Linked DNA regions of Gossypium hirsutum: region 2 is linked to region 1. Evidence: chromatin contacts called from public Hi-C data. All regions are on one chromosome and are shown on one strand. The core of a region is the stretch at or near the end of the contact, and the rest is flanking DNA. Distances in the headings are between cores, read along the strand shown. Region 1 overlaps LOC107954938 (a long non-coding RNA gene). Region 2 holds the start of LOC107954975.

What was found. Hi-C and Micro-C count contacts between places; a contact is called where the count stands out from the background.
Region 2: a Hi-C map of leaf shows a contact between it and region 1, with 3 times the contacts expected there. The contact joins the promoter of LOC107954975 here to the enhancer-like site in region 1. A contact is called at or near these places in 20 of 34 Hi-C or Micro-C datasets (anther, callus, cotyledon and 6 more).

Annotation. Positions count from the first base shown.
Region 1 is chrD07:52,370,636-52,374,405 of Gossypium_hirsutum_v2.1, forward strand. It overlaps LOC107954938 (a long non-coding RNA gene), which reads right to left. Exons shown (of 2, transcript XR_001699767.2): 2 at 3,155-3,435. Among protein-coding and RNA genes, the nearest start is that of LOC107954938, 3.8 kb to the right of the region's middle. Within about 2 kb of position 1,981, at least 3 of the 9 cell types and tissues checked have an H3K27ac peak or open chromatin away from gene starts, as enhancers often do. A contact at or near this core is called in hypocotyl and leaf, where this site is marked.
Region 2 is chrD07:52,442,482-52,446,251 of Gossypium_hirsutum_v2.1, forward strand. LOC107954975 reads left to right here and starts at 2,044. Exons shown (of 1, transcript XM_016890668.2): 1 at 2,044-3,770. The coding sequence starts at 2,973. The coding sequence ends at 3,668.

The DNA of each region.
Region 1 (3,770 bases), core at 731-3,230:
ATAATATAAAATATTACATTAATAAAATTAAAACTAAGAAACTACCCAAAAAAAACTAAGAAATAGATCATTTTAACTTTTATCAAATAATATAACTATATTTAATATTTATATTTAATAATTTAGTAAATGATTTTTTAATAAATTTATCAAACACCCGTAATTTAGAAAAGAAATCTGGGTTAAAAAATGTGTTAAAAAAAGTCTTATTAAAAAATATACGATTTAAAAATTTTAAGCATTTGGCATTATTATGAAAGAAGTTGAGTAAAAATATGAAATAATAAAAATATATGCTTGAAATAATAAATGTACAATAAAGACATTTTATATGCTAATGAAGCTTTGATATTGTAAGTTAAAACATAATTTTTATGTTTTTTGAGTACTTTCGTAATAAAAAAAAAATCTGTTAGATAGACTAAGGGCTCCTTTGGATGCCCAGTTACTACCAGTGCAGCACGTTTACCTTTGATTTTGGTGCAATCGCACCACGTATAGCTGTTTGGATAACATTCAAATTTGGCCAGTTAAAATCCTTCAACGCACTGGAGAGGAAATTTTAGACTGGAGTGTTAAACACCAGTAAACAAAAAGAAACGTCAGTGGGTAATATTTTTACCATTTTATTTTTCATATGAGTGTGAAAATAAGACATTTTAATATTTTAATGTTATAACTATTATTTAAATAAATACAAATATAATAATTTATAGGATAATAAATATAAATAAATAGAATATTAAAAGATACATTTTAATATTTTATTAAATGAATTTATAAATTCACATATTTTAATAATTTAAAAAAGTAAAATAATTTAAAAAACTTATATTATATATCAATTCTAATTTGATGTCCTTAATAGTCATTTCTTATTCTCATCTCACCGCTACAGCTGCGTTTGAATCCAAACACACACTCCACCATTGTTTCTAATCTCACCGCTACAGTATCCAATCTCACCGCTACAGTAATTAATCTCACCGCCACCGCTGTTTTTAATCTCACCGGAGGTAAACACACCACCCATCCAAACTAGCCCTAAACCAATAAGTAATACTATTATCAACTTGTGGCAAATTTAAGGGGGCCGGAGGGGACTCTGGTGCCCTCTAAAATGAAATATTTTTCATTTAGGTCATTTTATAGTTTATAAAATTTTAAATTAGTAATGATAAAATTGCACTTTCACCCACTCAAATATGACAAAATTTTAATTTAGTCCTTTAAAATTTATAAAGATATGGTTATTAAAATGATAAAATTATATTTTTACTATCGTAAAAATATATAATTTAATTTCGACCCCTTTAAAAAAATTTTTGGATTCACCCCTATTATCGACCTATATTGACTTTGAGTGCAAAAGTTTAAACAAACCAAAATAGAGTGAATAGGATGATAATAAAGGTCCAACATGAAATCTAATCACATGGATTTTGAGTGAAGAAAAAAAAAAGGGGGTGAGTAGGAAGGATGGGGAAAGGTTCATTCATCATAAATCATTGTCAGGAAGAAAGAGAGGGGGATGGATCTAAGTTTTCCTTTTGTTGGGGATATGTTTGCAGGACTAAACGTAGGTGTTTAAATATAGGGGTGGGCTATGTGGATCTACCTAAAGTGCTAAAAGCCTAAAACAAATCTTCTCATTTCAAAATAAAAATATATGCTTGTCTGCCATTCAGCTATAAGAAGGGGGTCTATGTTCAATTTCGGGTACTTTACTTACACATCTGTTAAAAGATATTTATTGCGGACTTGGTTAAACACAAATTCCCAATCTTTTAAACGTGTTAGAATTATGAGGTATAAATCAAATGATAACGATAATAATAATAAGAATAAGGCAATGTTTTGTTTTCATGATAAATTGCATTCCCCAATGGTACAAAATTTTCATTAGAGCACAAGAACAGCACACAAACCCAATCTAGTTTAAATAGAGTGTAAGCCCAGGAAGCTCAAAATAAGTCCAACACCACCCACACCTTAAAGAGAGAAAATATCAACACAATTTCAATTCCAAAAGATTTTTTTTATTTGTAGGTATTGGACTCTACCGATTTGGGTGAGAGCAAACTCGGAGTAACTCAGTTTGTTTGATTGTATCCTGTGTGTTGATTTGATCCTCTAAAGAATTAGAATTTACTTCTTAAGGTTTAATTTTCTATTATGGTTGGGGTTGAAAAGTGTTTATGAACAGTATGATAGAAAAGTAATATAGGAAAATGTGGTTTGAGTATTTTTCATAGCTGCCAAAAATTGTAGTGAGAAGTTAAAATGATTAATTAAACATGATGATGAAAAGTAAGTAATGGATTAATTTAAATGATATTTGAAAAAATAATATAGTGGAACATAACATAAAATAATTAAATACTTTTAAATAATTGATATAAATTACTTTTTAAATTTTAAATAAATATCAAAATTATATTTTACTAAAGTGTCGATTAATTTAAATAATATTTTAAAAAGTTAATATATTGGTGCATAACATAAAAAATTAAATTTTTTTAAATAATTAATATAAATTACTTTTAAAATAATTAACATAAAAATTCAATATTTTTAAATAATTAATATAAATATTTTAAAAATCATATTTTGCTAAAGTGTTGATTTTAAACTATGTAATAATCACTAGCTAAATAAACACTAGATTAAAAAGAAAACCAAGAGTAATTGAAGTTTTTATTGCTAATTATGTTCCATCACTGGAAAATTGAAGGAAAAACATAAGAATGAGATGAGAAAATTAGAGAAGTGGATGAGAAGAAATTGACAGTTTGCAACAGAATACACATGCCATTTTCCTTCCCTTTCTTGCTACCTATACTCACTAGAGGTGCTCATGGGCCGGACCCAGAAAAAATGTTCAGCCGATTGCTAAGTCCAGGCCGGCCCGGCCCGAAATATGAGCCTGAGATTTTGCCCAGACCCGACCCGTGGAGAAAATATGAAGCCCGGGCTCGGACCGGCCCGGCCTGTTTTGCTTTAAAATCTAGAATTTCTTTCGCATATCATATTCTTCTGGAACATTGGACCAATGCAGGTCCATTCAATTATTTCACAAGAACCACCACCACATTCCAATCTGTTAAAAATTCTCCAATAACAGATTTAGCCAAGTCACTAATTAGATCATGCATGAGAAAATAAGTACCCTTCCATCTCGATTGTTAAAAAACTGACCTCAATCTCAAATCTTTGAAGTAGCCATCCACAAATGAATGAGTTTTTCTATTTGAAATTCATAATGTTTAGGAAAATATGAACAATAAGCAAAGCAACGCTTTAAATAGGATGAAAGATGATAATAACTCAATTTGAATGCTGGAAGAATATTGCATGCATCATCAGGTAGGTCCCAAAAATTTCTATGTAATATTTTACACCGTTCATCAGCATCTAGTTTATAACGGAGAAGACCTGCAAGTGTTTTTATAGCCAAAGGAGACCATCAAATCTTTTAACAATTGCAACATTTTTCAATCTTGAAACTAGAAGAATAAAAAATTCTGTATAAGACTATTAAATTAAAAATAAAAATAAAAATAGAAAAGATCAAGAGAATAAAAATAAAAAATCATTTCAAGCTTGTGATCTCAAGGTCAAGAGAGACTGGTGTTTTTTCTCATACTTGACAAAATCAAACTGTATTATAATTTCATGTATTATAATTTCATACATGATTTCAATACAAGAAATTATACATGTAAATATATACATATTAGAAACTAACATATACATATATCAATTCATAC
Region 2 (3,770 bases), core at 794-3,293, 72 kb after region 1:
AAAAAAAAACAGCTTGAACTATTATTTATATATAAAAACTTTTTTTTATTATTTTTTTCAACTAATATAATCTATACTATATATTAACCCCTTAATTGAGTTGGTGTCACGAATCAACTCAATTGGAGAATGACTAAAATACCATTCATTTACAAAGTAAATTATATAAATTTGAGGGTGTTTTTGTTTTATAATTTTTACATAAAAAAGAACATGTACATAATGATATTTGAACCTTATGGTTTGTAACATCTTTTTATTTATCATTTCAACTAAAGTTTCAATTATCTTTTATATTAATTTTTAAAAATATATTTTTTACATAATGAAATTTAAACCCAAGACGTTATGGTTTTTTAACATCTTTCTTTAAGATTTCAATCAAAGCTTTAATTTTTTTATATTAATTTTAAAAATATATTGATTACATAATTACATTTTGTACCGAGATTGTGGGTATGCCAAAATCTAATTGTATTTATTTTAATGTTTTTATAGTGTAAAGAAACTATATATTTAAAAGAAAAGGCTTAAAGATTAATCTAGTTTATTTATGCCTTATTATCAATAAACATTTATAATTATTAAATAGTTTATTTTTATTAATAATCAAACGAATTTATAATAATAATAAAAAATCCTTTTTCTCAGCAAAAGCTTTCAATTTATTGAATATTTAAGAGACATGAGGATGCTTGCTGATATAAACAGACTGCCAAGGCCAGTTAGAGCAAAATGGAGGTTGGATGATGAATAAAAATGTGACATTGTTTAACTTCATTTTCCGAGCCTTTAGAAAGTGGAAAGCCATAATTATAAGCCCGGCATGAGGTTAAAAAGGAGAAGCGCAAAGCTCCTAATTCATATCATCATAATCATGATTTGAACAAGTGTAGGGCATACCGCATGAACCCACGCATCTTTGATGAAACAAAACTAGAAAGATCTGCAAATATTTTACAATATAGTGTCATTTAGGGTGGAGCCGACGGCGTTGCAGTGCTTTAAGCGAGACACTAGGTGGTCCTGCTAAGGTTTTGGTAGGGTACGTAGAGGCATTTCCTTCGCCATGTATAGCCTTAAACCAAACTCTTCATTAATTTATCAGATGCAAATATTTTTAACTATATCACCCAAAAACTTGGTTCAAACCATGTTATCACCTTTTTAATACATGATGCTTAACAAAATTGAAGTTGAAGACAATTTCCCAGAGCTTGAAACATTTCAAGAGTGTCAATGGCACAATTATATTTGAGCTTCTTCCGAAGACTGTTCTTATTGTAATATGCTACTTGTTTCATCACTTCTTTTATGAGAATGAATAACGCATTTGCTTTAAAAAAAATCAGGAGAAGAAACTTGAAAGACTATAAGGCTAATGTTTAATTTGTTTCAATATTATATAGTTTCTTGGTATATATTTATAAGTGGGAAGTAGCTTTTCTCTTTTTCTTCTTTCTCTGGGGTATTTGGCAAATGGCTTGGAAAGAACTTTTTTTGCCCTACTAATTAAAGAAATTAGGGAAAAGAAAATGAAAAAAGAAAGGATTTCTTTTACTCATTTGCTTATAAATGATTTTATTATTTCAGCTACCCAAAGGAGCACTACAATTTGTCTGCAAATGGCTGACTTTGCCCTAAACCAAACACAACAGTAGCAGTGGTACTTAGCTAGTACTAATAAACAAAATAAAACTTTCAATAGGGGATAGTGGGAATCCTTTTGACTCAAACTGATCTGCTTGTTGTAATCCAGATTACATTTCAAGTACTTTGAACAGTTGAAGTTGTCAAATATACAGTGAATATTCATTCATTCTTCCTTTTATTTGCCTAGAGGGTCATTAAAGGCCCTCCTAAGCCCTAATTCAACTTTTCTTCTCCCTGATCTCTCTAGCCTTTTGATGAAGATTTTAACTGCAGTCTTGCAAATAAATATGGATTCTTTATTAATTACTTATAGTTTTTTTTTAATAACTGCATATAAAGTTTTGATGTCAAAGCTTGTTACTGCTAAAGTTTCAAAGGAAGAATCAACGGTCTTTTTTTTTTCTTCTTCTAAGAGATTTTTAGATAAAGCATTCATAAGAAAAAGCTGTGTCTCTAAATGCGATTGGTGGTTCAAAGATGAGGAATGCATTAATGGTGTTTCTTTTGTTTTTTCACTGTTGTAGTGAAGCTTCTGGTTTGGGTGTTCTGGTTTTAGATAATAGGGTTCTTGACTCTTGGGGTTGGCAGAAGAGAAATATTATAATAATACTCTTTGTTTTCACAACCCCTGAAATTGGAGGGAAAGTGCCATGTGGTGAGCTCAGATGTCTGCACATGGCTTCTCTCATTTCCAAGCTTTGAGACTGTAAATCAAATTATCAATACAGGGAAAACAAAGGGTTTTGTGGTTTCCAAGAGAATCAGTTGCAGTAGGGAAGACCACCTGATTTGTGTGTTTAATATATATAGTAAAGCAATTGGGAGGCCTTTGGGAATTGGTGATGAGTGAAGTGTGAATGAGAGAAACAGCCTAGAAATTTAGTCTTATTTTGCACAGTCCAAATTATGTAATCCAATAACATTTTTTTTTATATTCAACTTGCATATGCTTCCTCTTTTGCAAACCACTCCCTCTTTCCCTTGAGCAGATTGATATTACAGGCAAAACTGGCTACCTGGTTTTCCTTCTTTCCCTTTTGGGTACTACTATTTAGATGAACTGCTGATTCATACATCATCTCCTACTAAAACCCCTTCTTATTTTCCTGGGTTTTTTTTAATCTATGAAACCCCTTCCTTATTTTGGATATGTGTCTTCTTGCTTCTGCATATGCCCTTTATTCTGAAAACCTAAAACTAAGTTTACAAGTTCATCCATATATGCTCTTCTCTGATCTCACAGCCTGAAACCTTGCTTTTTTTTTTTCCTTGTATAGTTAACCTTAGTGATATATAAGAGCCTTTTTTTTTTCTAGTCCATGGAGTTGGGACATGATCAAATGGGTACTTGTTTGTTTCTCCTCAAAAACCCAGTGTCATGGGTTGTCGTTCTTGCCCCACTGATAACATCTGCTAGTTTTTTTATCTTTGGGTCCTTATCCATCTTCTTCACATCTACAGTGTTGATCTTGTCAACTGTTGTCTTCATATTATCTAAGAGGAAACTGAAGTTGGTGGTGGAATCAGTGGAAGAGGATATTCATAAATCTGTTGAGGAAAGCTCACCTCAAATACAGCCTGAAGGTGAACTTAATAAGCAAAACTCAAAAGATCAGGAAGGTGCTTCATATGATCATCAGATCCATGACTGCATAGCCAAATCACCAGATGTCCTGTCTGAAAAGGAATGCGTTAATGATGATCAGTTGCCAACCACTGAAGACTCCGAAGTGGACTGGTCGTTCCGGGATAACAGGGATGGAACCCCAGATTGGTCGGACGACGAGGATAGTCTCATTGAAATCTCCCTTCCAGGAGGACAATACCAGCCAAACAATAAGTACGGTAGTATGCAGCAGAAATTGCCGGAATTCATGCCGGAATCTATTTTCCAGCAACGGAGTTTAATGGAGCTTTTAGCAGAGTTGAACGACATGAATGAGGAGGAAAACCTGATAGAGATTGACATATCCATGGGCTCCATCAAGTATTCAAGGTTTGAGATTGAAGCTTAATTAAGATTACATTTCTATTTACCAAATGTTCCAAGTTTCTTCTTGTTCTTTTTTTTTTCTTTTTTGATCCATACGGATTTGGTGTAACTTTTACAAGTTTAG